2 separate regions of the Neogale vison genome follow, and region 1 is linked to region 2. Evidence: chromatin contacts called from public Hi-C data. All regions are on one chromosome and are shown on one strand. The core of a region is the stretch at or near the end of the contact, and the rest is flanking DNA. Distances in the headings are between cores, read along the strand shown. Region 1 holds the start of TOB1 (protein Tob1). Region 2 has its middle 68 kb from the start of TOB1.

Evidence for each region. Hi-C and Micro-C count contacts between places; a contact is called where the count stands out from the background.
Region 1: a contact with region 2 is called in a Hi-C map of fibroblasts, with 10 times the contacts expected there. The contact joins the promoter of TOB1 here to the enhancer-like site in region 2. A contact is called at or near these places in 3 of 3 Hi-C or Micro-C datasets (fibroblasts, muscle and tongue).

The regions. Positions count from the first base shown.
Region 1 is chr5:45,072,729-45,077,017 of ASM_NN_V1, reverse strand. It overlaps TOB1 (protein Tob1), which reads right to left and starts at 2,940. Exons shown (of 2, transcript XM_044248670.1): 1 at 2,676-2,940; 2 at 1-757. The coding sequence starts at 612.
Region 2 is chr5:45,003,734-45,008,015 of ASM_NN_V1, reverse strand. No RefSeq gene overlaps it. Among named protein-coding and RNA genes, the nearest start is that of TOB1, 68 kb to the left of the region's middle. Within about 2 kb of position 1,560, the one cell type or tissue checked has open chromatin away from gene starts, as enhancers often do. A contact at or near this core is called in fibroblasts, where this site is marked.

The sequences.
Region 1 (4,289 bases), core at 1,691-4,190, 68 kb before region 2:
AGTACGTGCAACCTTGTTGCTGCGGCCACTATTCTTCATTTTGGTAGAGCCGAACTTGGTGGCAGCAAAAGTGGCAGTGGTAAAGGTTAAAGGCTGAGTGGACCGGGGCATGAAGGTAGGGCTTACAGCAGCAGAGTGACCAAAGGGAGGCGACGGAGAGCTGGACACTGATGAGGCTGGGTCACTGATGGGCATAAAAACCTGGGCCTCTGGGTTAAAGCTGTTTTTGATCTCCTTATCCAACTCACATCCATTTTCATTATTATCATCCACATAAAGCACCTTCACTGGTCCCTTTTCACCAATTTGGTAGGAAACCTCAAATGGGTCGATCCAAACACTAAGATCCTGTGGCAGATTGCCACGAACATCATCAATGTCCAAACCACTCTCTTTGGATGCTTGTTCAATCACTGGGTCCACTTTCTCCCCTATGTGTATACATCTAAACCCTGATCCTTTGTATGGCTTTTCAGGATACCAGTGCCCTTCATATTTCTTCTTAAGAAGTCTTTCAAGCTCTTCACCAAAAATGTTGACACGTCTCCTGGGAAGCTTATTGTACAAATATGAAATAATAAAATTTAGTGCTACTTGGATTTCAAGCTGCATAGCTGCTATGCCACAAAGTGAGATTTGTGTTTCAACTTCCCCCCACACACGCACACAAAAGTGTTCAGTTTGTGGCAGAGAAACAGATTTTCATTCAAAGTGCTGGTACTTTGTAGTTTATCCTTCACCTTCAGTGGTCTTGCTCCTTAAAGAAAAACAAAACAAAACAAAAACAAACATGTCCAAATAAGAGAAATCTAAGTCCCACAACTTCTTCTTACCCCCAGAGTAATTTTACTTTTGAAAAAAGTCTAATAGGCTGAAAGTCAGAAAAATATAATCAGCACAAAATAAAGGAACATACAATAGAAAATTGTTTATTAAAGTTCCAAAATCTCACAGGACAATTTGAGATTTACAGCTAAAACAATGTATTTAAAATCCTATTATTTACTTCTTTTTTTCTGAATACAACTCTAAAATATATATATATAGATAGATATAGATATATATCTGTATCTATATATCTACAGCATATGCAGTGTGTTTATTCCCTCTGTTCTCAAAAGAATATTTATTGGAAACTCTACTCCGCACACCGATCCACCTACCTCCACACACATTTATACCAGCTTTAGAAAGCGATCATATTCCTATTCACTAATTTAGGAGTGAATTCTGTATTTCAGTTCATCCTGTATATATGCTCCCTAGATCTGCTCTATCATTAAACCTTCAGACACTGGAGAAGTTAGGAAAATTAATTTCCGAAGTACATGATGCTAAAATTAAAAATACTAAATGCTAAATGAATTGCCATCCTAGTGAAGGATAATTATGAACCAAATTATCCTACATAGCTGCCGTCTTAAATACACATGTAAGGGCATACAATGTAATAATCGAGCTTCTCTCTTCTTTTCAGTGTCTATTATTTTTCAAAATCAGAAAATACCTCTTTGGCAGCAAATGTAACAAAGGCAACAATTAATTTCAAAACTCTATTGATTCTTCTCTTTAAAGGCCAGGGTTTCTGAGTTCTATTCTGATTTTCAAAACCACCTCCCTCCTTCACGATAAGAGGACCGCCGGAGAGGCTTGTACGATAAGGTCGACCTTTAAACGTTTGCTGGATCAGCACTGGGTGGGGATAAGAAAAGATCAAGGGCAAACAGAAGATATTTGCAAAAGGGATCTATTTGTACACTGAGGTTGATTTACAAGGACGTTTTAAAAATCAAGTTGGTATTAATCCATCTGTTTCATTTTCCATATTCGTGGTGACAAAGGGAAAAGGATCCCTGGCTGCCCTCAAACTACACTTTGCAAGCTCGAAGCCTGAGCGCCGGCAGAGGCAGCTGATTAAGCCAAAACGCTTGACGGTGCAACCGAGCGAAATTCAGGCTCCGCCGAAGGTAGTTTCAAAGCAACGCCTTAAGACAGGAGTGTGAAGAATTACATAAACAGCCAGTTGGGTCTCATTAGATTTCTGCTCACAGCCCTCGGAGCCCAAGCGCTGGAGCAGCAGCAGCGAGAGGAGGAGGAGGAGGAGGAGGCGGAGGAGGAGGAGGAGACGGAGAGGAGAGTACAAGTCTCCTCCAAAAAGGAGGAGGAGGAGGAGGAGGAAGGCCACGAGAAATGGCAAAGCAACTACTCGGGGCCGGGCACCGGGCAGGTCGGGGCGCCCGCCGCTCCCCTCCCCCCGCCGTAACCTGACCCGCCGCTCCCGCTCCCGCCCCCCGCCCGAGGCTCCTGGGACCCGGCCAGAGCCCGGGGAGCACCGGCTCCCCCGCACCCTTTTCGGTCCCGGCGGCCACCAGCCCCGCGGACCCCGCGGTCTCCCTCGAGCTCGCCGCTCCTCCCCGGCGCCCCGACCCCCGGTTCCCGGTCAGCTCGGCCAAGGCAGCCCTTCCCCGTTTACCCTCCCGGCCCCGGCCGAGCCCGACGCGCCTGCCGGCCCCGCCTCCAGGTCCCGGGCGCACTGGGGCCCCTCGGAGCCGCTCCCCTCGGAGCCGCTCCTCTCTGCGCCCGGGCCGCGAATCCGCCGTCCCCGAGGGCCCGGGGCTCAACGCCGCCGGAGCCCCTCGGTCCCCGGACCCCGCCCGCCGCCCCTCGATACTTACGGGCTGCTTCCACCACAGAGCCGGCCGCGGGGCGGGGGAGAAGGGGCGGCAGGGCGGGGGCTCGGGAGGATCGGCAGCGGCCAGCAGGCTGAATGCAAGACGGCGTCGCCGGGCGGAGGACAGGGGCCTCGGCGCGGGCCTCGGGAACTCGCCCCCTGGGGCTCGGGGTGACGGGGACAGGTCAGGCGAGCGCGCTCACTTCTCCACACAGCCCGGTGCCCGGCCCAGCATCCCCGTACTACGACCACTGCGCGCCGGGCCAGAGCTTCGCTCCTTCTGCCGCGGCGCGCGCCCCGCCTCTCGTTTTATAGTCTCCTCCCCGCCCCCATCCCCTCCCGTAGGGGTGCGCGCGCGCCCGCCTCGCGTCACACAGCTCGGGGCCGCGTAACCATTCCCCGCCCTCCCGCCCCTCACCCCAGACCCTCCGCGGCGGCTCCGCCCCTGCCCTGCCCCTCGACGCCATTGGTCAGGTCCCGCCTGCCCATGTCCCGACGGGCGGTGGAGGGCCCCGTACGTAAGGCCACACCTCTCGGGCTCCCTAACGGCCAATGAACCGACGTCCTGGAGGCACTGTGGGCGGGACTAAGAGAAAACTAGGAAAGGGACTGGAGGAGAGAAGTGCCAGTGAGGGCGACGGTGGTGGGTGGGGCGCCTGACGCTTGGTCTTGGAGGAGAGCCCCAGAGAGAAGGGGGGAGGGGAGAGAGGCAGGTGGCGGAGCGGCGGGGAGAAGAGCCCGAGGCCTCGAGAGGGAGGGGACAGTTTACAAAAAATGCCCTACCCGAGTGGGACTGTGGCCCAGGAAAATCCCACTCGTGGACGAGCTACCAAATCGGCCTCCAGTGCACCCGGGAGAGCCGAGAGAAAGGGCGAACTGTGTGACAGGGACTCGTGCACCCGGTTAATTGAATATTAATCACCTCCGGGGCCTAGGCCAACTGCCACCCAGAGATTGGCAACAGCAGAACCCAAAGCGGCCGTGCTAGGCTGGGGGTGGGGAAGGGACTCCACCTGGCCACACCTCCCGCCTGGGTGACAGTTTAACTGCCTCCGCATCCCACATCACAACCTCCCCGTGCGACCCGGCAGCAACTTGGACGTGGGTGTGGCCTGAGACTGTAAGAAGAACCACGTTTTGTTCCCAATGTCCTAGCCTAGGCCTCCGTGCCAAATTGCGTACGTATCTAAGTGTATATATACATGCGTGTATTTCAAGTGTCCTTTACCATCAATACACACAATATACACGGTGCCTTCCTGTAAGGTGCGTTTAGGATGCTCTTCGGTTGAACTATGAGCGGGTAAATAGGGAGCGCGGAACGAGAGGGACTCAAGGGAGGCCGGTAAGCGCCCCTTCCCACAACCTGCGGCGGAGAAAGACACGAAGTTGCATGGGCGTGGAACCGAGCGTCCCTCTCTGCTAAAAATATTGCTCACAGGTAGCAACGACGCCTGATTGGTCGCGCTTCTCCCGTAGCAGCTAGGCGATTGGCTGTCTGGTATCCAGGAGACCGACGTCAAACGCGCAAGGGGAAAGGGGAGAGAAAGTCTAAGGGGAGGGAAGGGTGGAAGGGTAAAGAGAGGAGCAATGAATGAAACGCCCAGCGCAGGCCTTC
Region 2 (4,282 bases), core at 311-2,810:
TTTCACACTCTCTCACTTCATCCCACTGGCCTTGTGATGAGGAGCCAATATACCCACTTTACAGAACAAGAAATGGAAGCTCGAGGGGGAGCTTCAGCGACTCGTCTCAGATCACAGGCCAGGACGTGGGCTCTGAGCCCCTGTCCAAGTCCGGTTCAAAGCAGTGCGGCAACGGCGGGCTGACGTCTCCAGGGCCCTGCTGCTCCAGAAACTGGCACAGTGACCACACTGCTCCCCAGCCTCCCCTCCTGCAAATACTGGGGCTGGGGGTTGCTGCTCCACGAGAGAGTGGGAGAGGATATAGAGGGGGTCCTTTGCTGCCCCAGGCCTTGGGCCCAGGCAGGGACTGCAAGGGACCCGTCCTTCTTGGAATATGAGCCCATCGACAGGGTTGTCATGTTCTCATCCACCCGTGGCAAAGTGAGAAAGACAAGGACAATGCAGTGAGGTTTTCACAGAGGGAGACCCACGATGTGAAATGCGGCCCTTTCACTTGTGCTGTGTTCAATGGTGTGTGTGAGCACACGCGTGCGCGTGTTCAAAAAGACCTTTCCTCTGACATTTCCTTTTATTGTCCTTAACTCAGCAACATATGGACCTGGTGACCACGTCTGGTCCTAAGTTTTTTTCTGGAAATGTTGGTGCGCTGAGAAACAGGACAGTTGGGAGCCACCGACCTAGCTCTGCTCCTAGGTGAGACCTGGCATGGAGAAAGTTGTTTCTTAACTGAGGGAGGATGTCTGAAACGGCTGGAAAAAGCCACGGGGAGAAGAGGCTGGGGTTCCTGCCCCGACAGCCCTCGCGAGGCCCCAGAGCCCGGCAACCCCAGGAAGCTGAGCCCAGGACCATCTCTGTAGCTGCACAGGGAATTCTGAGAAAGGTCTCAGGACCGGTTCTCCATGCCACACAACCTCCGCCTCTTCTCTGACCTGGAGCCAGGAGGAAATGTTCCCTTAAACCCACCCCACCCTCCTCCCCATCCCCCCAAGGCTGACTCCAAAATAGCCCAGGCCCCGGGAGAAGACGTCATGGGTCCGGTTGGCCGCCTGCCTCTCCAAGAGGACAAATATAGAGGGATACTGGATACCGACAGTAGCCCCGGGACCTGGGGAGCCCCGCTCCCTTCCCTTCCTAGCCCTGCACCCACTAACAGGACAGCTGCAAGGCCAGCGCTCTCCTGGCCTGGCCAACCCACCCTGGGACGTGTCCCAACAAGCCCGGACCGGAGTGGAGGCTGGCCCAAGGGGACACCTAGCCGAGCTGGCCGTGTGCATGGGACACCTCCTCTATCGTTGGGGGGGGGGTCTCAAAGCACTTTTATAAGCGTCACTGCCCACAGGCTGCTCCCAGGAGGGGGAGACCAGAAGAACCCCGGGTGGCTCCCAGGTGGACCGGCTCGGCCTTCTGTTCTTCCCAGCTTCCCAAGGAGGCCAAGGCCGTAAACCTGGGGGTGTGGGAGGCCGTCTGGAAGGTAGGCAGCCAGGCCAAACCCCAATAAACTGCTAGTTGAATCGAATTGCAAATAATTAGTCCTGATCACCAAAGCTGCCTCCACCCTCCACTCCCGGGAATTAAAGGTCAAAGGGCAGAGCTGCTGACGCAAATGTCAGGGGAGCTATGCGATTGGGAACAGCTGGGCTCCTGCTCCCGATGGGCTCCACTGCCTGAGGTCGCTGGCCCCCAGCGCCCTGGACAAGGTATCCCTCGGGACTGGACCCTGAGAGCCGGCACTCGAGGCTTGCTCGGGGAAGGGGGCTCTGTTGCCTCCCCTCCTATGGTTCTAAGGTCAGCGGAACTTGCTGGGGGTGGGGGTGGGGTGGGGGAGGGGTGGGGGTAGGGGGGCTGTTAACAGAAATTCCGGTGAAATGGTGTTGCCACATGTGTGGGAGCCTGGGGAGGAGGAGCAGCTCAGTGTCTTGTGTGCCCCCCCCACCCCTAAAACAAGAGGAAACCTCTGCCTTCCTGGCCAGGGGCAGCCTGCGATGTTCCCCTAGATGGACCCTATTACAGGCCCGCCCCAGCAGCACCGTGCTTTGTGCGCCAGGGGTGACCCCCAGCGGTCAGTGTGAGACTTGAACTTGGGCCTCGGACAAGGCTACCGCAGACCCAGGCTCGGCCGCCTCAGCACAGGGCTGGGGACTCTGGTGGTTCAGTTTTGGTAAGGGGGTTGCTGGCGTTTGGCGGTATTTTTGTATGTGCTGAATTTTCCTCATTGCACTGGATCTCGCCCTAAATGTCCCGCTGTTAGCAAATCAGCTTCTAAGAATGCACGATCATCTAGCCCTAAACCGGCCCCTCCTCCTGCCTTCCCTGTGTCTATTAATAGCACTGCCACCCTCCCAGTCCCTGGGGCTCCAAACCTGCGAGTCATCTTCCACTCCTGCCCACACTGGACTGGGAGCCAGGTCCCGCCCCTCCTCACTCTGCCGTCCCTCTTCCCATCCTTGATACTCACGGCCACTACCCAGTCAGCTGGGCTCTCACCTATGCAACCGCTGTCCTCAACCATGCGGCTGGGTCGGAGCTGGGTATGCGCCCAGCCCCCTCTGCTTACTCGCTGTGTGACCTTGCGCAAGTTACTTAACTTCTCTGAGCTCAGCTTCCTCGGCTGTAAAACAAGGATAGTAATCAAAGCGCCTACTTCATGGAGCATTGCATGAATTCTGTGACAGGAGGGACACAAAGACCCTGTCATACAGGACATGCTCAGTGCACGTCAATGATCACAGGCCCTTTTTCAGTCTCAGGCCTCTGTTCAGAAAAACCAAGGCCAGAGAGCTGGAATGTGAGCTACCGTTGGGTGTTGCATTCCAGGTGTCTTTACCACATGCTACAGAGCAGGGGGAGTGGAAGTTCCTGGAGTCTAGAAGCTTCTCTACCGTGGCCTCCATCATCACATTCTAGAACCCAGAACCAAAGGCCCCCTCCTGAAGGCATTGGTCCCATCCGAGGGCCTTTGGGGCCGGTCTACCTGGGTAAGTGACATGGTCATTCGGCCACAGCAGACACCTTCTGGAATGAGACAACTCCGGGTCACATCCAGTGGCTGTGACTCAGGGTGACCCATCTGCAAGGTGGTGAGTGAGGCCACGCACACTGGCCTGGCACAGCCGCCTGCCCGCCTCTGGGCAGCCAGCCATGCAGGGTCGGGGCCACCCAGCTGGTACCTCCCCCTGCAACTGCGCTGCCCTCAGGTCCCTCTCTCACACTCACCCCACCTCTATTTATTTACTTGAGCACCAGAGAGAGAGCACAAGCAGGAGGAGCTGCTGACAGAGGACGAGCAGGCTCCCTGCTGAGCAGGGAGCCCGAGGCGGGACTCGATTCCGGGACCCCGGACCATGACCTGAGCCCGAGGCAGATGCTTAACCAACTGAGCCACCCAGGCGCCCCTGGTAGAGAGATTTTCAAAGGAGACTGAGGCTGCAGGAAAAGCAGAGCATCCAGATTCAAACGTGGGCCTGTCCTCCAGCCTCTGGACCCACGTACCCTGTCAGACAGTTGCTCTCCAGGGGGGCCGGCTCTGCTCCTGAGACATTTGGCAACGCCAGGAGCCATTTCTGGTTGTCGCAACTGGGGTGTGTGCCTGAGCTACTGGCATCTAGTGGGTAGACATCACGGACGCTGCTAAATACCCCACAGCACGGCCCCGACCACACAGCAGAGTTACCTGCCCCCGGGGTTGACTGTACCCTTGGTGAGCAGCCCTGGTCCAAGAGTCATCATCCCTGCCTCACAACAGCCTTGATAGCTAAGGAAAGTGATCCTTGTCCAGGATCCAGGACCGGCCCTCACTCCTGCTCTGTTCAAAAAGGACCCTCTCAGGGCGCCTGGGTGGCTCAGTGGTTATTAAGCCTTTGCCTTCAGGTCATGATCTCAGGGTCCTGGGATCAAGACCCGAATCTGGCTCTCTGCTCAGCAGGGAGCCTGCTTCCCTCTTTCTCTCTGCCTGCCTCTCTGCCTACTTGTGATCTCTGTCAAATAAATAAATAAAATCTTGAAAAAAAAAAAAAAAGAAAGAAAGAAAGAAAAAAGGACCTTTTCCTGGCCTGGGACATCCCACTGGTGGGCAGAGGTGGGGTAGGCATATATTCCGACCAGGAGCATTTTCTGAAATGATCTTAGTGTTTCTGCCTTACCCTGACTGGGGCAGAGTTTCTAGAACAGTCCAGCGTTCACTTACCTACCCCTTCAACAAAGGAAACGCAGGCCATGGAAGGAGGAGAGCGCCCGCCCAGCAAGTGAATTGTGTTAGAAGCCAGGTGCAATTTCTCCTCTCAAG